2 separate regions of the Zea mays genome follow, and region 2 is linked to region 1. A link is a contact called in public Hi-C data. All regions are on one chromosome and are shown on one strand. The core of a region is the stretch at or near the end of the contact, and the rest is flanking DNA. Distances in the headings are between cores, read along the strand shown.

Region 1 (7,151 bases), core at 3,166-5,665:
CTTTGGCAAAGATCTTTGCCTCAGTTTCGTTGCCGAAGATGTAGTCAGCATACCTATATTTGTAATAAGTAGCAACCATATATTCAAAAAAATGATTTAGAATCCATAAAATGCATGGACAGCAAAGCACATAGTAGGTCGGGGTCCTTCATGTTTACAACAGAAGTATAACTAAGTCTGGAAGATTAGCATGTTGAATTCATAGGAAAATATCTTGACTGGGACAAGTGCTTTCATGTTTTTCACTGAGTTGCTATATGCAGCCTTGAATGAAATTTAAAACACTGAGCATCGTGTTACAGAATATAAGACTTACGGGAGGACCTTCTCTTGGGCATCACGGAAGAACTCACAAATGAAGGGAGCAGAGAGGTTCATCAGGAACACCTGAAAATAGCATGACCAATCAAACTAAAAGAACTTCAAAGGGTACTTTCATTATAATATGAATTTACCTTGTTATTTGCTGCAGCATGCTCAGCGACTAGCTGGATAGAATCAGGCGACACTGTAAGGAAAAATCCAGCAATGTAGATGTATTTTGCCTTTTCAACTGTCATCAAGAATATTATATTTGTCAGGTAAAGAAAACTATTGCATCTTAAGATAAATAGAGAGCAAATAAAGATAATCGATCAGTTAAGGCCAATAAAACATTGAGTCTAAATTTTTTGCTAACCTCAAATCAACTGTTTAAGTGTTTATGCAGATTATTTCACCCAACAAAAAATTGTAATGATTCATTTCTTGGTGCAACTCAAAAATACAGTACAAACCATCTACCATCTTCTCCACAAGTCCACAGAAAACAGATAAAAGTAAAGTAGCTGTGCCATTGCTAGAGTACTCCAAAGTAGTGTGTGTTGTTATGAAAGATTGTGCAGTATTGAGAAACTTTAGAACTTCAAACTAAACATACATAAATCCTCCCAGCAAACTAAAAAGAGTGGTTTAGCAAAAACAAAACAAGTGCTCAAAAGATATATTATACCTAGTGCCCAGTTCTCTGGTCTCTTTAGATGCTCAGATTTGTAACAGTTTGCCGCTGACAGATTTGCAATCAATGACCTGGTTACAGAAGGAAATAACTGATCATTGCAGAAGAAATTGTTGGCAATCAGAATTTTTTGTGAAATGGCATGATGCAAAAAAACGTGAATTCACTGACACAAAACAGATGATAGGACAGAATTTTATCTAACTAAAAAAGGACAGATTCAGTACCAAAGGCTTCCACATAAGTGGGGTCTTTTTTTGAAGTAAAGGCAGGAGCTCTGTCGCTCAATTAAGACAAAATAGAAATATGTACAAGAAGGTACCAAAGCCCAACGTGGAGCCAACATTGGACACACGAAGGGCAAACCCACCAACGTGACGTGGAAGAGCACACACTGCCATGAGTCATCGTTGCCAAGCATAACTACAAAGCAGCCAGCAGCTCCGACTTCCCATGGCAAACCCCAAACGATCCAAACGACAACAGCTTCCACATAAATGGGGCCTTGGAATGGATTAACCAACACAAGACTCCCCCCAAAAATGCAGAGAGACTGCTTCGAACTCGCGACCTATTGACTCAGTGGGACAGCTCTCACCACTGCATCAGGTCAGTCCTAACTACAAGAATTTAATATTAAAGTTGGGAAATGCTTTTGGGAAGAAGTATGGAACAGAGTCCAACACTTTCCTGAAAATTTATGCATTCGAGTATGTCATGGCAACTTGGCAAGGGACAGCAAAACAGCAAGAAAAGGTACAGTGCCTGATCTAGTTTTGACGTGGTAAGTAGCGATAGAATTAACAAGAGAAAACAACACAGGAAGTAGTTACCAACTTGTTTAGCATTATCTCCAAAGATAGAGAATGCAATTACCGTGCCAAAATTGTTCCAGAGGCAAAATTGTAAACCTCAACCTACACATGCTAGTGATGATGAAATCAAAGATGATCCTTAGCAACTTGAGCACTGAGCTTACAGAGAATCAAAGAGCATATAGAATGACATGAAAACACATTATCACATGCAAAAGACCTATTTAATAGTCACTAAACAGTGAACACAATGTAAAAACAACACTGACAGCAGATGTTATAAAACAAAACTGGTATTTAGACAACAAACCTTTCACCACCAACAACACATACAGCACATGTGCCAGTAGGAGCAGTCTCATCCTCGTAGTAATGAGCCTGAGTATGCGACGACATCAAGGCCATATGAGTGAATTAACCAATAAATTGCAACAAAACTGTCTAAAGTAACATGAAGACAATGAGATTAAAAACTAACAGTAACTCCTGCAGCTTGAGCGTTTTTCTTCATTTCCTCACCAAACTTGTCCTTTCCAATGCATCCCATGTAACTTGTTGCACCAGGAGTTTGAAGCATCCACTGAAAACAATGACATGTCATCAACAAATTGATGTAACTACAGAGGCAGTGAAGAGGGACCTGAAGGAGTGGAATATTGATAAAGAGCTCGCCGTGGATAGGAAGGGGTGGAAGTGTGCAATTCACGTGCCAGAACCTTGATTTATAGTTCCGCTTTTCCTCCTTAATCATTTGACCTTTTCTTGTGCCCATTTAGACCTTGCTGGTTCTTGTGGGTTTTATCTCTTTTATGTGTTCCCTCGTTTCGTCGTTTCCGGTTCTCCTTTGACTTTGTTTCCCCTGTTTTCTTTGGGGTTGAGCTCTGAGGTTTTCATACGGGGTTTCATCTCTAGCCTACCCCAACGTGCTTGGGACAAAAGGCTTTGTTGTTGTTGTTGTTGTTGTTGTTGTTGTTGTTGTTGTTGTTGTTGTTGTACAGTTTTGGTTGTTCGCATTTTAGTATATTATAAAGGCTGATTGGATGATGTAGTTTTAGAAAACTGTGGCATCATGAAACCGTGGTTTTATAATCCAAAGACATACAAAAAACCATGTTTTAGACAAAAGAGGTCAAGAAAGGAGTTTCTAGAACTCGAAAAAGACTACAGCTTTAACAAAACTATGGCTTTAGAAAACACAAAGCCACTTGTATCCAAACACCCAGAAGCTTTTGAAAACCAGAGTATTTTGCAAAAGTGTAGTATTTATCCGGTAGTCCAGAAATACTGTCTCCAAACGAGGCCTGAGAGCTTACTTGGGCAACCCTGATAGAGTTCTGGGTGGCTCCTGTGATAAGAATAAAAAGAATGAAGATACAAACCATCAGAGGAGTCACCAAGTTGTAACAATTCATGGACTGCAATACTGCATAAACATGTTATAAGAAACATTACCTCCGGCAATATATTCAACATTGCTCTTGCTAGCCAACTCGTCATACCTGTCAAAAAAACACACCTTATTATTAGATAAACAGCATGCAACAAGACACAGTATTGGAATGCAAATATGTCTTCTCAGTAAATTTAAATAGACAACAACTCAAAGTTCAGCAACAAAAAATACATGAAAAAATAATGACATATAAAGTAGCATCAGTGATACATATACTTACATAGGCAAGTGCTTCTCCTCAGCGAGAATAGCATTGTTCAGCTTGATGTCATACCTAAAACAGGGGTGAGAGAAGTATGTTAGTATCACATCATTATTACAACACCCAACTATTATACGAGTAGTAATAATCAAGCATCATGGCATGGCATTGAGGCCACCGCCTGTAGACCCCGCAAAAATTGGAGATCTAGAATGTTAAAGCATAAATTGGACGGGAAACAGTGATAGCTATGCATCAATGAACTGAAGCGCGGCGACAACGCCTGCGGATCGCTATGGTATTTCGTCAATTAAACAATTTCGGACCAGTGTCCGGTACTCCGGAACCCCATGCAGATGTCTGCCTTTCGCTGTACGTGCATGCATCTAAGATTAAGCTACAGCCTACAGGCAAAACGGCGTTTCCGTCACGGATCTGATGAGACTACATAGCAAAACCACCGAAAGCAACCAAAACACTACGACTAGGAGTAACTCAATTCCTATAAACAGATCAGACACGAGAGGGCGAGGGTACGACCGCTTACTTTGTCAGGAAGGCGTCATCGACGACGGCGGAGATGTCGAGGAGGGGGTTGCCCATCCCCAGGAGCACGCCCTCGGTCGCCGCCATTTCCTCTCTTCTCCCCTCCACACGAACGAAGCGGCGGCGCAGGTGACTGAGATCTGAGGCTTGTGTTTGAGGAGAGGGCGAGGGCTCGAGCTCGAGTGCGCTGGGTGTGAAGTACTGAAGTGGGGATTGGTGCGGGGTTTTAGTTGGGCTCGCCCGAACCCCGGATGGCCCACCTGTCACCCTCCTCGTGTTCCGCGGGGGTTGGTGGGCTTGCGGGCGTAACGAGATCCTTGCCCGCTGCTCGTACGCAGGTGATGCTACATGATTTCTCTGACATGTGGCCACGTACGCCTCGATTGGCTGGTTTGTGGTTCGGTGGGTGCGTTGGGTCTGGGTGTACCGCAAGAGTTGGTGGAGGATGCGCGGGTCCTTTTCGCCCACCAACCGCATTGACAGAACTTGAGATCAGTCGGTTCTCGAGGCGGATTGCGCCGCTGCCCACGCTGGGTTTTACAAACAAACAAAAATGTAAAAAGGCTCACAATTTTGCAGCCCAATCACAAAAGTTGGCCCGTGCGAAAACACTCAGCATATCATTTTTTGTGGGTCTAATAGGCAGGTAGTATGGTGCCTAGCCACATCATGGACCACGAACTAGCTAAAATTGTTAAGAACTACGTTATCACGAATCACCAGATCCGCTCTCTTCCCTCCCGTCAGCAGTAGAGACGCAAGAAGCTGTAGAGAACATGTCTCCCTTTCTATAAGCACGACAGAGGAAACACACGAAACACAGAATATAGGGTTGAGCCTCTGGCCTCTTTCTGATCTATGTATTATGAGGGGGTGTACAGGTTCCTTATATAGAGATGTGAGACCTCTCAGTGGCAAAGCAGGTATTTGCCCACATAACCCTAACTAAGGTTACTTAACCCTCCCCATTGGGCGAATACCGCAACCAACACATGCCTCGTTAAAACTCCGAAAAACCCAGTGGAAAAATGTGGAGAAAGAGTGCATGGTGATACAAATTGCATTTGCACTTTGTTGCCTCGTTAAAAACCTCATGTGAGAAACTTCAAGAAAACTCACCAAGGGAAAAAGAGTACAACAGCTGTCATCGGGACAAATTTCGATCCTCTGGGATCTAGATTCTATCGAATCTTCTACAAGGGCTAACTTTAGGAATGTGCTCCCCATGATCCTTGCAAAACCGTATCAATAAAGCAAAACATCTTCTTCTGGAAGTATATGCACACAAAGATTTAGCAAACGGATTGCATATCCTTGCAAGGACTATTTCAGGAACTTTACCCCTACTCACTTCTAGGATATACGAGGTAAGTGCATGTATCAATATAAATAAGCCACTTTGACTGATGGTGTTCGATCGACTGGATCTATATATTTGATAGAAAGTTCCATAAAGGTTCACATATTAATCATCAAGCTCACGCCTTCAGGGCATAGAATATGACATTTATTGTCTCACGATTGTGATCAATATAAGCATTCGCTCCCCTTGACGATGATATCTGTCAAAGTCGTTATCTCTCGTAACTCAAGCATATTCTTCAAAATATATGTCTCATTGTTCATATGGAATAACGAGAATGGATGAGGTTGGGGTGCTATTATTTTCTATCTTACACCACAATTTATACATAGTTGTGCAAAGCAAATAACGTGTCCTTCAATAGGACTTAGGGGATAATCTAGTTACAATAGTACATATTCTAAATATGACACATGGCTCCGGGCGTTCATCCTTTGCAACATCTATGATGGTGTAACGAAAGTCCATCAAAGATCGTAATCCATCAGGGATTTTTCATCGATCAAATATATCGTTATAGTCTGTCATTCTGGCACAATGGGGATATTTTGCCAGTAACACCTAAACCTTATAGGTTTCTGCTATCGTGGCTTTAGAGGATACCGTAATTCCACATATAGTGGAAATTACCATGAGTAAAACTCATGGAATGCACATGTGCTAATTCGGTGAACTTCAAGTCCTTTGGTACCTCATCTTATTCCTTTTCGAGTCTATATGGGTCTTTATCCCTTTATAGGGATTATCAAACTTTGGTGTTTAACACAGACTTTATTTCTTCTGGAAAAGTTCCATCAAGGAACTATAATCTCATCTAGGAGATATTCTCTTTACATAGGAGAGTGTTCATTCGTCAGGAATGTATTATTCGGTATGAGATTTATATGTTGCATATTTATAATTCAAAGATATGGGTCCTCCTAGGATCTCATGACGGATCTTCAGAATCCTATTAACTGCATAATTTAATTCATGCCATTTGCCAAATATATTACATAGCAGAACAATGTTTATTCAACACATATGTGGGATGAGTCTCTCACAAGACCACTTGAACCATCACATTCACCACGCATTATTTCAATAGTGCCTATAAATGTTCGAACTTCAAGCTCGTGACTTTCATTTTGCGATTATTGGTTCAGCCTCGATTGCATTTATCAATGACCCGATAAGAGAGCTTAAAGCACTCATGCCTAGGACTTTGTTTTGGATCCATTTGCAATCTAGAGGGCAAGATAGGTGTCGACATATTTGTCTCCCACATTTAATAATGATCTCCGTCATTTCCCAAAACGAAAGATTCATTGTCCTATATTCCCAGCACAATGATATTGCGCGCATTGCTAGGAATTTCATCATCAAGATGAACCTCTTCGTGAGGCAAATCACCATCAGGGTGAATTAATCGGAGGAGAGTTATCACAGACCACGTGAATCTGCAATTAGAACATATGCTTTGACTAAGGCTGATGGATCATATTCGCAGGCGTCCCCAAGAATAGATCAAATGCTAATAAGTCAAATGTGGATATGATATTAATCCCGAGTATGTCCACATCTATATCAGGTAGAAGCATTTAGACCAATATGGTTACTCCTTAATGATTTCTGGCAAACTCCATATACACAGGAGTACACACCGAACGACAGGTTCAGTTTGGCTTTTGTGCGTTTAATAGAACATTTTGAGGCATTACATTATATGGGCATTCCTCCCCCTAATGCCGAGATGTTCTAAAAGCATACAGATAAAATCTCCAACCACAATCATC
Region 2 (7,151 bases), core at 1,216-3,715, 210 kb after region 1:
TCGGTGAACTCGGGCTTGCCGGTCATGACCTCGCAGAACACCGCGGAGATGACCTCGGCCATGACGGCGAGAACGTTGGCCTCGAAGAGCACGGTGGAGGCGAGGCCGGAGCCCACGGCGGTGCCGTTGACCATGGCGAGGCCCTCCTTGGGCTGCAGCTCGAAGAACCCGTGCTCGATGCCGGCGATCCTGAACGCCTCGGCGGCGCCCACCTTCCTGCCGTCGGGGCCCACCGCGACGGAGTTCTGGCGGCCCGTGATGAGGCCGGCGATGTAGGAGAGCGGGACGAGGTCGCCCGACGCGGTGATGGTGCCCCGGAGCGGCAGGCACGGCGTGACGTTGGCGTTGAGCAGCTTGGCGATGGCCTCCAGAATCTCGAAGCGGATGCCGGAGTAGCCCTGGAGGAGGGTGTTGATGCGCACGAGCATCGCCGCGCGCGTGGCCTCGGCCGGCAGCACGTGGCCGTCGGCGCCGGTGCCGAACGCGCCAGCATTGAGGAATCTGGAAGATGGAAACGGGACAGAGTAGAGGTCAATTTTCGGAGCCTTAAGATAGAATATTGAGCAATAAACTTGGTCAGGGTTGTACGTATACGATAAACTTGAAGATTAACTTGGATCAAACAAGGATCTGCCGACTGCCGACTTTTAAGAGTTCAGTTTATGTTTGTATTCCACTTTGTATTAGAGTAACGCTTAAAGCTTAGTTTATGCTTCGCCGTGATAGACCGAGTAACAGCGAACAAAATAATGGATTCGCACACATGGACAGAGAGATATCTTGTCGGTGCAAGTAAATTATTCTTTTGCTTCATTTTGCCAGCTTTGGTGGGTAAGAAGCTTCCCGGATATGGGGCAGTTAGGAACTTTGATGAATGGAAATAATTCCACATGCTATGAGTAGTTGACTGCTTACTCTCACTCTCTTAATTGTTTGTTGCGCCATGGTTGTTTCATCGCTGGCACGCGTTCTTTATTACTCCTATGAGGAAGAACCAGTTTTCTGAAACGTACTGTTGAGCCTTTTTTTTAACTCGGTAAGTAGGATAAGGCGGCGAGACAAAGTCTGAAAAATGCAATCGTGTTGCTGGGTCTGGGCTGTGGTAAAAAAAAAGAGAACGTATTACAGCGCAGCGCCGAAGGTTGCCCATGTTTCTATGACTGACGGGCGCGGTTGCAGCCTGTGCACGAGCAACGCGTGCAACGTGAGCTCGAGCAACGCGCGGGCGGCGGCGGCGGCAGCGAACCCCCGTTGGGCGGCCACCTGTATCGGTCCGTCCAGTACTAGTGGAGTACGTAACCGAAACGGCTCACATCGAAGCGGTGAGCGAGCTACCGGTCCCGGACGCCGACGCCGACGCCGACGCCGACGCCCCAGAAAGCACGGGGTTTCCTCTTCTTCCGCACCTGCTTTCTCTCTTGCCCAACTATGCTGGTATGGTCGGTGGGACAGGGGTGGCCCGCCGAGCGGTGGCCAGTGACACCTAATTCTGGGCGGAGCGTGGGTGTACGCGTGCACCGTTGTAGAGGGCAGGTTCGGTGCATCCGACTGGGGTTTGCATGTGGGATGAACAGCCACAGGCCACAGCCTGGATGTGTCTTTTTTTTCTTCTTTTTCCATTTGTGCGGCAACACTGTTTTAATTTGGATACCAGTATAGTGCAGTATTATACTTGTACAGGTTGTAAGCACGAATGATGTGCACCAGCATGGATAAAAAGTTTGAGGTAGTTAACGTGTATTGCCAAGCCAACAACGACCTAGCTAACACCGCGCCCAAAAAAAAACTGAACATTTGTTTGCTTCAGTAACTGATGGGATCCCGTGCAGTAAACAACTAGCTGCTGTGGGAAAAAAAATAAAAGAAAAGAAATGAAGCGAAGTCAGTCCCAATCTTCTCACCTGATGAGCTCCCTCTGGAGCGCGCCGCCCTCCTTGGTCCTCCTGTGCGACGTGGCGCCGAAGCCGGTGGTGACGCCGTAGCTGTCGGTGCCGTTCATCATGCTGCTCATGACCCAGTCGCTGCTGGCCTTGACGCGGCCGCGGGCGGACTCGTCCAGCTCCACGCGGGCCTCGCCGCCGGCGCCCGCGGCCACGGCGGCCACCTGCCCGATGCTCAGGCTGGCGCCCTGGATCCTCACCAGCGGCTCGCGGAACTCCACCACCATCCGCTTCACCTCGTCCAGGTGGCTCCCGGACAGGTCCTCCGCGGCCTTGCCCCAGTTCAGGGCGTCGGCGCGCGGCGCCGCCGCCGCCGCCGACATGCACAGGCCCTCGCCGTTCAGGGAGCGGACAAGCCCGGTCTCGCACTCCATTGCGGTTGCGACACGTGCGTACGTACAAGAGTATAGAGAGGAGATAGCTGGGAGTACACGAGAGTAGCAGCAGTGCCACTAGCGGATTAGTACAGCTAATTGCGAGACAGACAGACAGACAGTGCTGTGGAAGAAGAGCTGGGGAAAGCTAGCTAGGCTCTTCCTGAGGAGAACGGTGGGGGGGAGCACGGGCTTAAATAGCGTGGCCACCGGTGGGAGAGGGAGGTTGTTGGGGGCCAGAGACTGGCATGGCATGGCAATCGGGGTGGGTAGGTTGTTGGCGGGCTGAGCTGACTCCGCGACGCCTCCCTCGCCCTTGGATGGGCCGGCCAACCATGTGCCGATGCGCGCCACGCCAGTGGCCAGCGCGGCAGCTTGCGTTGCGCGGCCGTGGCCTCCTGCCTGCCGTCCGCCTGGTGATAGGAGACACTGACCCGGCGCCGGACGACGGGCGCACCACACCAGATGCGGTTGCGCCCCAAGGTGGGTGGTCTGGTCACTGGCTGAGTGCGACGGGGTTGGTAGGGGAGCCCCCGTGTGTGTGGACGCGAGCTACTGCCTAGTCCTCCCTCCGTCAGTGTCGAGTTGGTCCGGTCCGTCGCCCGCCCGGACCTTACACACACGCAACGCAACGCAACCACTTGGAGATTGGAGATGCTGCAACTGCAGGCGTGCGAAATGTCACAGGAAATGGCTCGAAATGACGAGTCCACTTCGGGCCTGTTTGGTTCAGCTTTTTCTGACCAGCTTTTTCGAGAATATAGCTGTGGTGAGAATCTGGCTGTGTAGAGAATTTGAGTATCATTATGACTACGTGCAGAGGAAGATAAAGTTGTCTATGGGGCTCAGGATCTATAAAGTGACGGATTCCTACTATTGCGACGACTCAACCGATTATATGTTTATGTTGATTTTGAATGGTTTTTACCCAAACAAATTTTATAGAAACTGACTGAAAAGCTGAGTGTTTGGCAGTCCGCAGCAGCTTTTGGTGGCTAGAAGCTGCGAAAAGCCGAAACAAACGGGGGGCTTCGTCACATCAGCACTCATGACTCACGAGTCCGTCTCAGCTGTGGCCTATAGGATGTATAGCAGTAGTAGAGGTGTTCTGTTGCGATTTCTGTCCGGATTCTGCACCTGCAGAACGAACTTCCAAGGAAAGAAAGGCGCTCCGGATCTGGCGCAGCAATATGTGGAACTTTCACAAACAGCAGTGGCCAACCAAATTGTGATCATTAAAATTTGATGTGATAAACACTCATTGACGATCCCAAGTTCAGATAAGCGTACCGCGAAGATTCCACGCTTCAGCCTTTAATTTTGGACGAATGAAGTATTGTATTTCCATTTCTTTCAAAAAAAAAAAAAACGGTGGAGAGCAGGTGCTCCTAGGCAACATCCATCTAATGCACGAACCGCTACTCTTTTCCGATTTTTTCAAAGCGGGTGGTAGCAGCACTACTGTCACACGCGGTGGGTAGAGCATACTTCGTAGTGGGCGGCGACTATTCTTTGAGAGGGAAGACACAAAGGGTGACCATGTGCATGCTACAGATTATTTTCCCCTTGAAACGAATGCATGCTACAGGTTGTCCTTTTCTTTTACGTTTCAGTGGCATTTCCAAATAATTGGATCGGGCTGTTTACGGTCAAGGTTTTTAACTCTCGTCCAGCTCTTGGTGGCCTGTCAACTGACGCATGGTTTCCGCGTGGTTCGTTTCATGCGTGGACTATGTAAGGGTAAATATATATATTTTTTTTAAAAAAATTGAGCTTGAGCATAGGAATACGGCAACGACGGTTAAGCAAGTAGGTCTCTTGGTCTACGTAATACTCCGTATTTACCACTTAAATCTTTTATTGGACACTAGTAGAGAATCAAGCTTTAGTTTTAGGATTTAGTCATCAGTTGCATCGAGACTAATCCTCTCTTTAGTCCAGGGTCTAATGGCTAGTGTCGTAGATTGGCCTAGAAGGAACCTTTAGCTCTAGTTGGTGGATCCAATAGTAACCTTTACTATTGGTGGATCCAATAGTAACCTTTAGTATCGCCCTTGAGGTGAAACAACTCTATATTTTTTTATATTTGAAAAAAAGGTCAAAGGTTAAGTTGCTCTCAAAAAGGTACTCCCTCCGTTCTTTTTTATTTATCACGTTTTAGTTTAAAAATGAACTAGCAGACGATAACTATTCGAGAACGGAGGTAGTATTATCTAAAATAACTAGTTCTGAAAAAGTAGCTTCTACTTTATACATCTTTAGTTCATACTCCTTTGGTTGGCTTTCGACTTTTTAAAAGCAAAAGCAGCTCAAAATACAACCAAAGACACCTTAAATCTTGAAAAGCGCATCTTTCTTATAGACAATAGACAATGGGGCCTTGGCTACTACATTGGACAAGAGAACATTCATCCGTAGCCTTGGTCACAAGAGTCCTTGCCCTTTACAAGCAAGGTTATCTAGCACTAGTGTGAACATGTATCACTTGTAGGTATGGACATTCGATTTAAACCGAACGTTCGGTTTAATTTTCTTCAGTTTTATAAACTTTGAATTTTAAAAACTCCCAACCGACCATTGTGTCGCGAAAACAAAAAAAACCGAATAGTTCGGTGTTTGGTTTTCAGTTTAAACCAAAAAATGAACATCTGGTTAGCCACATATATTATGTTCTATACAAGCAAGCTACAAATGAATAACATTATATCACGATAATTAATAATAAAAATTCTACTTCTAATTCTATCAGTCAAACATAAGTACATCACTATTCATAACATTACATAGTTACTGAGTTCAAACATAACATTATATCAGTATTTAAAACTCATTTTTTTCTATGACTAGCCTGGCAAATGTATACGAAATACTATAATTTGAGATACTTTGTCTCCAGACACATATTAGTTAGAGTAATGTAAAAAATATTGCAGTTGTGTCGTAACATTTTAAAACCGTGGTATTGTATAACTATGGTTTTGAAATACTTTACTTCCAAACATGCCTAAAAAATATTTTCGGCGGTGAAACTGAACAGACAAATGGATCATGATTATCAAATCGGAGCCATGTTTAGGAGAAGAGGTTTGGAGGATGCAAAAGGGACTGCCGTTCCTACCCCGCGCCTTTTCTCAAGCAATGAAATATTTTCCAATTTCGCTGCTAAAACAAAATAATAACAAGAATGGAATATATATTTCTTGAAAATATAATGTTTCATAAGTAGAGTATGACCAGATAAACAGTCATTAGCCTTTGCTACCCGCCACGCAAAACTAAAGGAAGAAAAAAAAAATGATTTCGAACTATTGAACAATGAACACAACAGTCTTCTTCCTATCCGTCATTCCGTCTCTCTGTTCAGCAGATGGGCAGGGGCTCGCCGTTCCACTCCTTAAGGCACTCGAGCAGCGGATCGATGTGCTTGCCCTGGTTGATGGCAACGAGCACCTTGTTCAGCTCCTCGCCGGGAGAGCGCGTCTTCTCGCCGGTGAGGTACACGGCTCCGAGCTCCTCGCGCACGAAGCGGTAGAGCGGGTAGGAGCGGCAGTCGGTGATTCTGTTCGGTATCGCTGCCGTGCCGTTCTCGACAGCCGCCCGTGCAGCCTCAACCGCCTTGGGCAGCGCCGCGCGCAGGTCCTCCTCGAACTGGGCGACCTTGGCGAACACGGATGTCTCCGCGTTGAACTCAGCAGCGCCGTTGGCGAGGGCGCGCTCCACGAGCACGTTGCGAAGCTTCTTCATCAGCGGGTAGTTAGCGCTGCAGGGGTCGTCGGCATACGCGAACACCGCCTCGCGCTCGATCTCCTGGAGCAGGTCCTTCTCGCAGAAGCGGGCGACGTGGAGGCCACCGGTGGAGTCGGTGCTCAGAGTCTTCTTCGCCACCGTCATCACGCAGCTCTTGACGGCGCTCTTGACGTTCTCCTCGATGTGGCGCAGGTCCACGGCCTGGCACAGGGCGATCAGGAACGTCGAGGACATGATCTTCAGGATCTCGATGGCCTCAGCAGTCTTCCTGGAGGAGATGAGTCCCAGCGAGTTGACGTCCTGGTTGTGCTGCTCCGCGCTCTGCACGTGGTTGGTGACCGAGTTCCCCAGGAACTGCAGCTCGGAGCAGTAGGACGCCATGGCGATCTCGGCGCCCTTAAAACCGTAGTCCAAGCTGGGGTTACGCCCACCGGACAGGTTGGAGGGCAAGCCGTTGTTGTAGTAGTCGTTGACGAGCTCAGAGAACTGCGCAAACATGAGCTTGCCGATGGCTGCGATGGCGAGACGGGTGTTGTCCATGGACACCCCGATGGGCGTGCCCTGGAAGTTGCCACCGTGAAGAGCCTTGCTTCGGGCGACATCGATGAGCGGGTTGTCGTTGACGGAGTTGATCTCGCGCTCAATGGACTTGGTGGCGGCGCGGATAACCTCAATCTGTGGGCCAAGCCACTGCGGCGACGTGCGGAGCGCGTACCGGTCCTGCTTGGGCTTCATCAAGGGGTCGAGCTCGCCGAGCTTCTTGGCAAGCTTCATGTAAGAGCTGCCCTCCAAGATGTGCTCCATGATGGCAGCAGCCTCGATCTGTCCCGGGTGGTGCTTGAGCTTGTGGGTCAGGTGGTCGGTGTACTCCGGCTTGCCGTTCATGACCTCACAGAACACGGCGGATAGGACCTCGGCGAGGATGGCAAGGATGTTAGCCTCGAAGAGCACAGTGGAGGCGAGGCCAGAGCCCACGGCCGTGCCGTTCACCATCGCAAGACCCTCCTTGGGCTGCAGCTCGAAGAAGCCGCCCTGGATTCCGGCAATCTTGAATGCCTCGGCGGCGTTCACCTTGCTGCCGTCAGGAGCG

Evidence for each region. Hi-C and Micro-C count contacts between places; a contact is called where the count stands out from the background.
Region 2: a Hi-C map of tassel shows a contact between it and region 1, with 2.0 times the contacts expected there. The contact joins the promoter of LOC100273579 here to the promoter of LOC541999 in region 1. A contact is called at or near these places in 3 of 25 Hi-C or Micro-C datasets (ear, leaf and tassel).

Annotation. Positions count from the first base shown.
Region 1 is chr5:190,278,596-190,285,746 of Zm-B73-REFERENCE-NAM-5.0, forward strand. LOC541999 reads right to left here and starts at 4,416. Exons shown (of 13, transcript NM_001351770.1): 1 at 4,015-4,416; 2 at 3,486-3,539; 3 at 3,265-3,311; 4 at 3,126-3,157; 5 at 2,291-2,392; 6 at 2,123-2,190; 7 at 992-1,068; 8 at 456-553; 9 at 317-387; 10 at 1-53. The coding sequence starts at 4,100.
Region 2 is chr5:190,490,883-190,498,033 of Zm-B73-REFERENCE-NAM-5.0, forward strand. It overlaps LOC100273579 (phenylalanine ammonia lyase9), which reads right to left and starts at 2,466. Exons shown (of 2, transcript NM_001147997.2): 1 at 1,902-2,466; 2 at 1-501. The coding sequence starts at 2,314. LOC103627433 (phenylalanine ammonia-lyase) reads right to left here. Exons shown (of 1, transcript XM_008647730.4): 1 at 5,488-7,151. The coding sequence ends at 5,675.